2 separate regions of the Oryctolagus cuniculus genome follow, and region 1 is linked to region 2. A link is a contact called in public Hi-C data. All regions are on one chromosome and are shown on one strand. The core of a region is the stretch at or near the end of the contact, and the rest is flanking DNA. Distances in the headings are between cores, read along the strand shown. Region 1 has its middle 150 kb from the start of IPO8. Region 2 overlaps TMTC1 (transmembrane O-mannosyltransferase targeting cadherins 1).

Region 1 (5,275 bases), core at 2,285-4,784, 780 kb after region 2:
AGGAATTTGTTTTGTTATGGCAGCAGTACTGTGGGTGTCTTTCCTTTGGCTAGATTGTCATGGTGTGCTGCTCTTAAGCTCTCAAACATGGGAAAGATACCCCCCTCTCAGAAGCCCACACAGATTACCAAACATAATGGATCTGTGAGTGATAAGAGCCTGACACTCCAGGCCACTGCCTCACAGGCAACAGTTGATGACTTAGTGAGAGAGAGCTCCGACAGTAAAAATGACATGACAGCAGACAACGCAGCAATGCCTGGTCAGCCACCCCCCAAATACCCGTGGGATGAACTTCAACAACCTCGAGGCGATAACCCATGCAAGGTCATCCCATCCACACCCAGTGAGGATCTCCACATTTGTGGCAGTCCCCGGGCACCCCAGGTTCTTAGGGCAGCCCCTAGACCCCATCCCACCTGCGTGTTTGCAGATCAGACACAGAATTTAGGTCCTGTATTCCAACGCCCGCAAAAAGGCTTCTACTAACCAAGGTCAAGGATACACTTGTGTCTTTCCAGGGAATGCAGGACAGCCCATTTGGGTACCAGCCAGAAACATCAAACCTGCAACTGATAATCAATCAGAACCAGCTGAACAAGACCAAGAGACTGCCTTGTTAGCAGACACACCCACAACCGATTGTCAAGTGGCTGCCCTATCATCCTGCCCTGAAGAACTGCCCATAGCCACATCCACTACTGCTTTATACCCCACTTAGCTCTGGTCAGCCCCTCAAACGGCCCACAGCCTGTGTACAGTCATGCTATTCCTGATTACCATTGTTCCTCATTCCTACCCCCATCTGAGCAAGCACTCCTGTGGTCTCCCATTTTGAGGGCTGGTTAGTCGATGACAAATAAGATCCCCTGGGGGACAACCTAAGACAGGCACAGCCACAAATGGAGACCACATGGAAATGGGGTCAACAATGGTATGGCCAAGGATCATGCCGCCTGTTGCTCAAAAATAAATGAAAAGGGGGAAATGTGGTGGAATGAGAAGGCCATGCCAAGATGGCTGCTGGCAAGTGAATGTCAGTTACTCAGGAATGGCTTCAAAACCTACCTGGCAACAGAGCCTGCCTGGCAACAGGCTGTGATTGGTTAGGGCATAAACCGCACCTTGACCAGATTGGCTGCCTTGGCTATACGAGCTGCTGTACCAACTGAAATAAATGAGTCTGCAGGCTGCTTGCTTCAAGCCCGCTTTCACCCAACTCCCAGGGGTCTGTGTGGTGACTCCATGCCTCTTGCCCCCACCATGCTCCTCCTCTCAGAACGAATCCACAGCAACAGTCCCCATGTACAAGACTGATAATAAAGCGCTTTCCAGGGAGACGTCCTTAACTTACACTAATTACTACTGAATTTGTTTAGAAAATAAATGTGAAAACGTCCTGTTTCCAGGAAGTAGCCAAGAGTAGCATAAATTTTTATGGAAAAGTGCACGTGCCTAAAGGGTCTGAGTATGATAACAGGACATTTAGACATGGAGCACTGTAACACCTACTGATGTGTACCATACAAACTGAAAATGGCATTGCCTGAGAAGCTTCTGCCAGGACGGCAGCTAACAGCCTGGACGATCATCTCCCCACGGAGACACCACTTTGAATCTACTCACCCACCAATTCGCCTTCACAGGAGCTGCAGAAGTCAGGGGATAGAAGACTCCAGTGCCTGGTTTTAGTCTAGCAATAAGAAAAATGGCACTGAAACAAGCAGAAAGTGCGGCCTAAGCCACCCATTCTCTGCTCCAAGTGGCACAGTGTCGGGAGAGGCGCCCCATCTCTCCTTGGGAGAGCGAGTGTGGATTAAGTTCAGCTCTCAGACTTGAACTCCAGTAACAGACCCACCACAATCAAAAACCAGTGCCAGACAGGATCCTACAGCCCCTGCCTCAAAGCCTATAGCTGCAGACCGAGTATTGGGACCCCTCCCAGCCAAGTGGCAAAGATACCTCGTCTACCTTTCCCATAATCTCCATCAGAAAGAAGAGCCAGAGGCCAGCTCTGTGGCATAATGGGTAAAGCCTCTGCCTATAGCGCCAGCATCCCATATGGGCACCAATTTGAGTCCTGGCTGCACCAGTTCCAATCCAGCTCTGTACTATGGCCTGGGAAAGCAGTGGAAGATGGCCCAAGTCCTTGGGCCCCTGAACACATGTGAGAGACCTGGAGGAAGCTCCTGGCTTCATATTGGCCCAACTCCAGCTATTGCAGCAATTTGGATAGTAAACCAGCAGATGGAAGACCTCTCTCTCTCTCTTTCTCTCTCTCTCTCTCTGCCTCTCTGTAACTCTGCCTTTCAAATAAATACACAAATCTTGAAAGAAAAGAAAAATGAGCCAGACTGCAGCCACTGCAGAGCCAGATAGGAAAGTGAGCTTAGAACCTTGACTTACTGCTCAGAATGGGGCCACAGCTATGAGATTCAGCACCTGATCAATCCCAAAGGCCTGGGCCCCCAGGCCAGGAGTCCCAGACAGAGCCTCTAAAATGGCCCTGGCATCAGGCAGAGGTCAGCACTCCAGCGGGACAGACTCCTTGCAGCCTGTATCGCTGCAGGCCACACACATGGCCTTATGTGAATCCCCACGATTGCACAGAGCATACTCTAAGACCCAGCCTGCTGCATGCTCAGCCAGCCCATGTTCTGCCTTTATCACCCCTCCCTCAACCTCAAGCAGACAGCAAGGAATCCGGGAACTCTCTTTTGGGACTCAGTGGTGGGCTGTTCACATACACACCGATGCTAAGCGTCCTGACAGCTAAGCCTGCGCCTGCAGACAAAACCTCTTCAGTTCCTCCAGCAAGAAGCAAAGATGTGTGTCCCAGTGAGACTGACTATTTCATTGTGCATCACTGCCAGCCTCACAAGGGCCTGGTGTGAACTCCTCGCACGGCCTGGTGAATTGTAAGACCATGTGTGGCAAAAGGAACTGTCTTTATCTTGGGACCCCCTATTAGGAGTGCTGGTAAAACCCAACATTAGGGGGCCGGTGCTGTGGTACAGTGGGTTAAAGCCCTGGCCAGAAGTGCTAGCAACCCCTATGGGTGCTGGTTCTAGTCCCGGCTGCTCCACTACTGATCCAGCTCTCTGCTATGGCCTGGGAAAGCAGTAGAAGACGGCCCAAGTCCTTGGGTCCCTGCAGCCACATGGAAGACCCAGAAGCAGCTCCTGGCTTCGGATCAGCACAGCTCCTGCCGTTGGGTCTATCTGGAGAGTGAACCAGCAGATGGGAGACCTCTCTCTATGCCTCTCTCTGTAACTCTGTCTTTCAAAAAAAAAAAAAAAAAAAAAAAAAAAAAAAAAAAAAAAAACCACTGGGCAGATCCTAATAGTTCCCTTCTCAAGCCAGTGCTGATGGACAGCATCTCTGGACCTGCACCAAGAGGAGTCCCAGGGCCTCAGCTGACCACTGGACTAACGTTCCAGCCAGCTTCACCAGTGACTAGTTCCATGGGCAACAGGCTGTGAGACCACCTCAACAGCAGACAGCATTCGTCCCGCCTCTGTGCCGGGCTGCGTGTGCTAAAGCACTGTGGCACTGGTGGCCGCTGTGCCAGCCTAGGGAGAAGAATGGAACTCCTCCCTAGCTCGTCCTGAGCAGTTGCCAGCTGCAGACTGGAGACAGCCGTGAGCCCAGGGAGTCCCTGGGGCAGGGACGTGGCCTGGCAGCAGGCCTGCAGTGAACACCAGCTTATGGTGCCACCTAGTGCTGACATGGCAGAAGTGTCCACAGGCCCAGAGGAAATAAACGGATGGGTGAGACTGTGAGAGGACAGCCACACAGGAAAACTGACAATGAAAGGAACCAATACCTGGTCCTCCCGAGTGCAGGTTGTTTATTTACCAACAAACACCAAGAACTTCGAGGGAGACATGACCTCAGCTAAGAAAGTTAGACGCCACGCACCAGCCAGCTCAGACCAGACATGGATTTTGAAGCAGTTCTTTTAAGGAAACTCAGCGTCCTTTACAGCACACACAGAAATAATTCAGCACTCCAACAGAGAGGCTTGACAGAAAGATAACACACACGAGAAAATCAAAGACAAGTCCTTCTACTAAAAACTACATGGGGCAAAATTAGAAACGTGTGTAAGCTATCAATAACAGAATGGATCAGAAAGGAAGAATCAGTTGACCTTGAAGCTAAGTTACTTGGAAATATACAGAGGAGAAAAAAGCAAATCAGCAGGAATGAAGAAAGCTTCCAGGAACTTTGGGATGACGTGGAAAGAGCAAATACCCAGGCATCGAAATCATACTCAAAGAGATCATCACAGAGGTTATCGCGAGAGGGCCACGTAGGGAAAACAGGTGCTGATTCTGACCACAGGAAGATAACAGAAGAAAGGACAGGAGCTGCATATCCAGAGGACAGTTGGAAAGAAGCTTGCAGTAGAAATTCTACAAAGAGAAGAGAGACCCCGTGGAGCAGAGGGGACCCTGCATTCACACAGCAGTGGGCAGAAAACTGCCCGCGACTCCTGCGGCCAGTGGCTGGAGGGGGCGCCATCTACTTGAAGCAGGCTCTTGGAGTAACCAGCAGGGAGGAAATGTCATCTTAGTAAGACAAGTACAGGCTGCTGTGGCCTGCGCAAGACCAGGGGATTTTATCAAATGATAAATCCGCAGTCCCACTGACTCTGAGTCTGGCCTAGCAGGTTGGAGGGGACAGGGTGCCCACGGAGGCCCGTGAAGTGCTCTGTCACCCCTCACTCTATCACAGTGCCCAAGGCAGAGCAGCTGGCTCTGGGAATGCCATGGCTTTCAGTAGGTGGGGGAGTTTTGTGGGGCTCAGAGTGACTCGCCTCAGAGATACCTGCACCACCAAGTTTATAGTAACACTGTTCACAATACCTACAATATGGATCAACCAAGATGTCCATCAGATGAATGGATAAAGAAAAGGCACAAAATACACACACACACACACAATGTTCTATTATTCAGCTATAAAAATGAAATTCTACCATTTGCATCCAAACAGATGCAACTGAAGGATATCATGTTGAGTGAAATAAGCTGTATACAGAAAGACAAATTCTACATATTCTTCCTTATATGTGGGAGTTAAAGTTTTCAAAAAAAATTATAAACAAAGAAAGAAATGTCTGTATCAGTTTTGCTGCAAATATGGTTTTTGGTGAAACTCTGTTTTGACTCTTTGTTGAACAAATTGCCAGGATTTGTGTACTGCTGTAGTTTGGATGATTTGCGACTATTTTGAAGTCACTGTATATTAGTGAGGTTGGCATCTTTCC
Region 2 (5,209 bases), core at 1,624-4,123:
CCTGTGTCTGCAGACAGATGGCACAGAGGAAGATGGAAGGAGATGGGCAGACAGAAGGAGAACAAGAGTGACACAGAGAGAGAACCACACCTGCCAGGAAGCAGTCTCCTCATGGCCATGGCACACTCTTTAACTGGGGAGTGCAGAAAATCAGATTTTGGATAAATTTATGATATACAAGTGCACTTCAAAAACTTTGTGGAAAATGGAATTGAAAAACAAAACTTATAATCCATGCACGTGAAGAATCTTCAACGAGTTAAAAGGAAATATGTATATGAAAAATTTGCATGTATTCCACAATTTTTTATATCAAAATAAACTTCCCTTTTAATTTCATTTTCTGCAAACTTTCTGGAGTCCCTTTGTGTAACACAGTAAGATGATTACAAACAGAAAGAGTGGCAGCTCTATGTTATTGGATGTCTTAGGTACACAAACATATGCAAGCTAATTCCAACTGTGAAGCTGTGAATTAAAATATCTGCCCCCTTGTTCCTTCCCAAAGAAGTTTCTCCTCTTCTTTAGACTTCCAAACCAAACCAAACCAAACCAAACCAAACCAAACCAAACCAAATCAATCTCATACAGGGGCGGTGCTTTTGGTGTTGGTATGAAGGAAGCAGGAGGCCTCTATCCCGCTCTGATGCAAGCAGGTTAAAACACGTGCGCCTCCGCCACTCCACCTGTGTGGCACCTGCCTCAGCACTGGACCAACGCTGCTTGCCACACTTTCATTTTGGCTTTTAATGATGGCAATCGAATTAGAATCAGGTGTTCCGATTTCTTCACTTTCACTTTGAAAACATACCACCCTAACACTGGAGACTGGTCCCCGATTTCTTACACTTCAGCATGTAAATCAAGAGAAAATGTTCGAGGCGCTGTTGAAGCTTCACTATTCTGTAAATCCCCACTGAGATTTTTAAAGGATCACTTTTCAAAGATGCTACTAAAACCAGTATATACAGAGCAACAAGAAGCATGTGCATATATTAAATGTCATAAGTTATGAAATAAATAACACTAAAAATAAATGTGAGTTCAATTTTGCCATCCCTAGCTTTAAAAATAAGCATATATAGTATTTATGTCATCGGATTTTGACCTTTTTTCCCTAGATTTTTTTGGAGACTTCTTCATGAAATTCCCAAAAATACAAATACACAGCAAAAAACTCCTGGAGGCAGTCATTCACGTTTTAAGCACGGAATTCTCATTAAGCCCAGGAAGACAAACAGCTCAGCCCCCATCCATGAAGACTTCCGTTATCCACGGTAAAGATTCCCCAACGGTTACATACACTTTTCAAAAAAAAAAATACATCTCATGATGTCTGAACATTTAGATAATAAATTCTGACATTTTTTCAGTTAATACCTTTAATTTCTTTAAATATAGAATATACTATTTCTTTTTCTTCACCAAAATAACAATATATTTGAAGACAGGAACATAGAAGACTTTAAATGCACTTTTGAGATCTGAGAGTAGGATCACTACTCTGGTAATACTTGTAATAAAATTAGGATAATTTTAAAACATTTCCACCAACAGTTAGGGTGCCAGCTCCTTGATTTTTCCACTAGGGATAAAGATATTCACATAGGACTGGCAAAGCTCCCATCTGCTGTATTAAGCTACGGAAAACATTTAAAATAGAATTTAATTTCCTCCTCCGAAGGATTCCAGCAATATCCTTAGTAGGATATTAGATAAAGCTCAATTACCAGTAGCTTCCTTGCCTACATATTCTGGAAGGTTCTGCCAAAGCTATTAGATTCTCATTCCTGGTTGCAGAGACTCACATGAGCCGCCTCTGGGGGCACTTCCCAGACAGCTTACCCGGGAGATGTTTCCTCTCTGAAATACCTCATCCTACAAACACCAGACTTCTGCCTTCACTGCCCTTCAGGCTTCTGGGTTTCTGGGACGTGAGAGTCTACACTAAGAAACGGAACTGGATTTCCAGGTTGCAGAAACACAGAATCCATCAGGGAAATCTGGAGGGAAAGCAAGCAAAGCTCTGTCATCAATCCCGCTGTGGCTTCCTCCACTGGGGGCCTTCTAGCTCTGGCTGGCTCCTTCCTTCTTCTCTCCTGGAAATGTACTTCTGTCCGCACACGACCCCCAGCAGGCGTCCCCAGAGGAGCTGAGCCCTGCTGCTATGTGAGCCAAGTCTCGCCAGGTTTTCCGGGAGAGGCACCAGTACCACCCCGGGAGCTGGGAGCCGGGTCTAAGGCTGCTACGTTTGCTCCTTTTCTCGAACCTCCTGCAATCGCTTTTCTAGACGGTCCAACTTGGCCAGATTCTCTTTCAGCAGCTTGCTGTCTGGAACCAGCTGCAGGGCTCTCTCATAATAAGCTCGTGCGGACACATAACTTCCCTGTGGGGAGAAGGAGAAAGAACACTTAGATCTCTCAGGGCAAGGGCAGCCGAAGAAACCCACTCTCTGCCCCTGCGCTTAGCAGGAAGCCCTGCCTCCATGTCGCCAGGGGTGAGCTCATCCTAGCTCCTTGGCATTTGTGTTAAAGACACTGAGCAGCTGCAGAAGAAAGCACGTGACACTGGACAAGGAAATGGCAGGAATTCCATGCAGGGCATGAGGCTAATCACGCCATGTTCTCAAGGGCTTAGCATGGTTCCTTTGTCATCACATGTGACTGCAGCCAGACACTCTCGTCATTAGCACAGAGAGACTGCAGGAGGGAAAGGAAGTCAATAGACAGACACTCATAGAGGAGGGAGAGGGGAGGGAGGAGAGAAGTGTTTGATTAATTTAGGTAATCCTTTTTATGTGTCCACCAGTGCTGTGAGTTAATCTAAACTTAAAATATTACAGCAGCTTTTGCCTACAATAGATTTACACAGTGAAGACAACTGCTAAGAATACGAAGTCAAACGTATCCACTCTGCCAAGTGTGTGGCCATCCATGTCTACTAGCCAGGTACTCTCTGCATAGGAGGGAAGGTGCATGATCCCTAACCCATCACACACACCTGTCCCCACCCTCTGTATCCTCATCCACTTTGATGAATGACTCCTAACAATAACCACGCGTGCCTGGTCCCAGGCAAATCAGTGACAACTATCAGCTTCCTCCAGTACTTTTCCTGCTACATTAAGTACTACACTTCCCTTCTTTGTTCCTATCTCTTTCAGCTCTGTGTCCTATAGAGATTGTTAGAGTTTTCCCCTTTCCAAAAATAGGAACTTGTTCTGCCTGAATCTTAGTTACACCATCCAGGGCAATTAAATCTCTACTTCTTGGAGTGCCAGTACCAACCAGAAATTAGTCACTAATATTTACTGAATGCATAACTCTCTTCCAAAGGAGTTAACATTTGTCAACAGCTCTGACACTCCCTGGCACACAGGGAGGGCTCAAGAGAATACTAACCCGACTATTAAAGCAAAGACACACCCAGGCTATTCAAAACATTACTGGTGAAAGGGGGAGTGGAAATGATTGAAGAAGAAATTGTACACCGGATCCCAGGTGCTGACATGTCCAATGAAGGAAAGGCCTCCCGATTATTATTATCACAGATTCTGCTAACAGTCTACACAGCTCTCTGAACAAGGGGGAACTTGGGTTTGGTACTCTGAATTCTTTTGTTTTCAACTGAAGCCTTCATCTTCCAAGGCTCCTGCTTTGATTGAGCTTGGCACATGCATGCCGACAGCTGTGCACCTGGGGCTTTCGCTGGGCGCTCTGCTGTAGTTGATGCTGAACTTGTTCTTGCAGGGGCGACTCTGAATTTAGGGTTCAGCTTGCTGCCCTGCCGTCTTTCCCCGGATCTCACGATTTCTCTGTCCTTTCCCAGAATATTCAGTTCATTTTCTCACTCTCCATTCATTCTTTGCCTGATTAAACCAGAAACTTTAGTTTCCTAAAAAAAGTTATGCTCCTATCCCTTTAGGGCAATGTTGCGAATTCCCCACATGCTAGGTAGCCTATTTGATTTATCCAGTTTCCAGCACTGTGCTAATGGGAGCCACCAGCCACGCATGGTTAGTTAAATCTAAATCTGTTAGAGTTCATTAAGAATTCAGTTCCTCAGTGCAGGAGCCACATTTCAAGAGCTCACACGCAGCTAGTGTCTAATGCAGATACAGAAATGCCATGATCTCAGAAAGTTCTACTAGAAAGTGAGACTGTGGAAACTGCCCATCACTGTCAGAGGATAAAACTGCAGATGATACCCTGTGATATGACCTGGTTATTGGACCTCTTTGACGACAAAGAATGCATTACAGCTTTTTAGACCACCCATCCCATCTCATCTCATCTCAAGCTTCATCAGACGTACTCCACGGGCAGGCCTTTGGCCTGGGCGCCATTCTGGAGCAGCTAGGCGGGCGTGTTGGCTCTGCTCCTGCTCCTTGCTGACATGCACCCTGGGAGACAGTGGGGATGGCTCCCATATGGGAGACCTGCACTGGGTTCTCCACCCTGGGTCTGGTCTAACCCCGTCCCAGCATTTGGGGAGTGAACCAACAGACAAGAGCTCTACATTTTTGTCTCTCAAGTGAACAAATGAAAAAATTTGAGTATTAGAAGTTGAGCAACCCTAATCCAAAATCCAAAATGCTCTAAAATCTAAAAAAGCCAATCAATTTTAAAAGATTTATTTATTTGAAAGTCAGAGTTACAGACAAGAGGGAGAGACACAAAGAGAGAGGTCTTCCATCTGCTGGTTCACTCCCCAGATGACCCAAATGGCTGCAGACGAGTCAGGATGGAGGCAGGAGCCAGGAGCGAGCCACCTGAATTGAAAATTTAGCCCTTACTCCTTGGTATCCTAATTTCCTTCCACTCTTTTTTTCCCTCTAAAGTACTTACCACCATCTGACATGTTCCATGTATGTATGCACACATGTATGTATGATGTGTGCTGTGTGCATTTATTTAGCACCTGCCTCCCACTAGTCAAGCATTCGCTCAATGAGCAGAGGGATGTTGGTCTTGTCTGCTCACTGCTGCAGCCCCAGGGCCGCGGAGGGTATCGGGCACACAGGCTGCTCCCCATCAGTGACTGAGAAATGAATTAAAGGATGGATGCCGAGTCTTCGGGTGCGCTGGTTATACAGGCTAGTCCCACCAACGGCCATCACAAATCCTCAGGCAGATTTACCCAGAGGGAGCTTTTTTCTTTAGATAAAAAGGTCCAACCATGCTTTTCTTTTCAGTAAAATGTTAGGGAA

The links. Hi-C and Micro-C count contacts between places; a contact is called where the count stands out from the background.
Region 1: a contact with region 2 is called in a Hi-C map of embryonic fibroblasts, with 3 times the contacts expected there. The contact joins two enhancer-like sites. A contact is called at or near these places in 2 of 6 Hi-C or Micro-C datasets (ear pinna and embryonic fibroblasts).

The regions. Positions count from the first base shown.
Region 1 is chr9:127,320,402-127,325,676 of mOryCun1.1, forward strand. No RefSeq gene overlaps it. Among named protein-coding and RNA genes, the nearest start is that of IPO8, 150 kb to the right of the region's middle. Within about 2 kb of position 3,535, at least 1 of the 8 cell types and tissues checked has an H3K27ac peak or open chromatin away from gene starts, as enhancers often do.
Region 2 is chr9:126,539,333-126,544,541 of mOryCun1.1, forward strand. It overlaps TMTC1 (transmembrane O-mannosyltransferase targeting cadherins 1), which reads right to left. Exons shown (of 18, transcript XM_070049600.1): 18 at 1-2,386. The coding sequence ends at 2,246. Among named protein-coding and RNA genes, the nearest start is that of ERGIC2, 150 kb to the left of the region's middle. Within about 2 kb of position 2,874, at least 1 of the 8 cell types and tissues checked has an H3K27ac peak or open chromatin away from gene starts, as enhancers often do.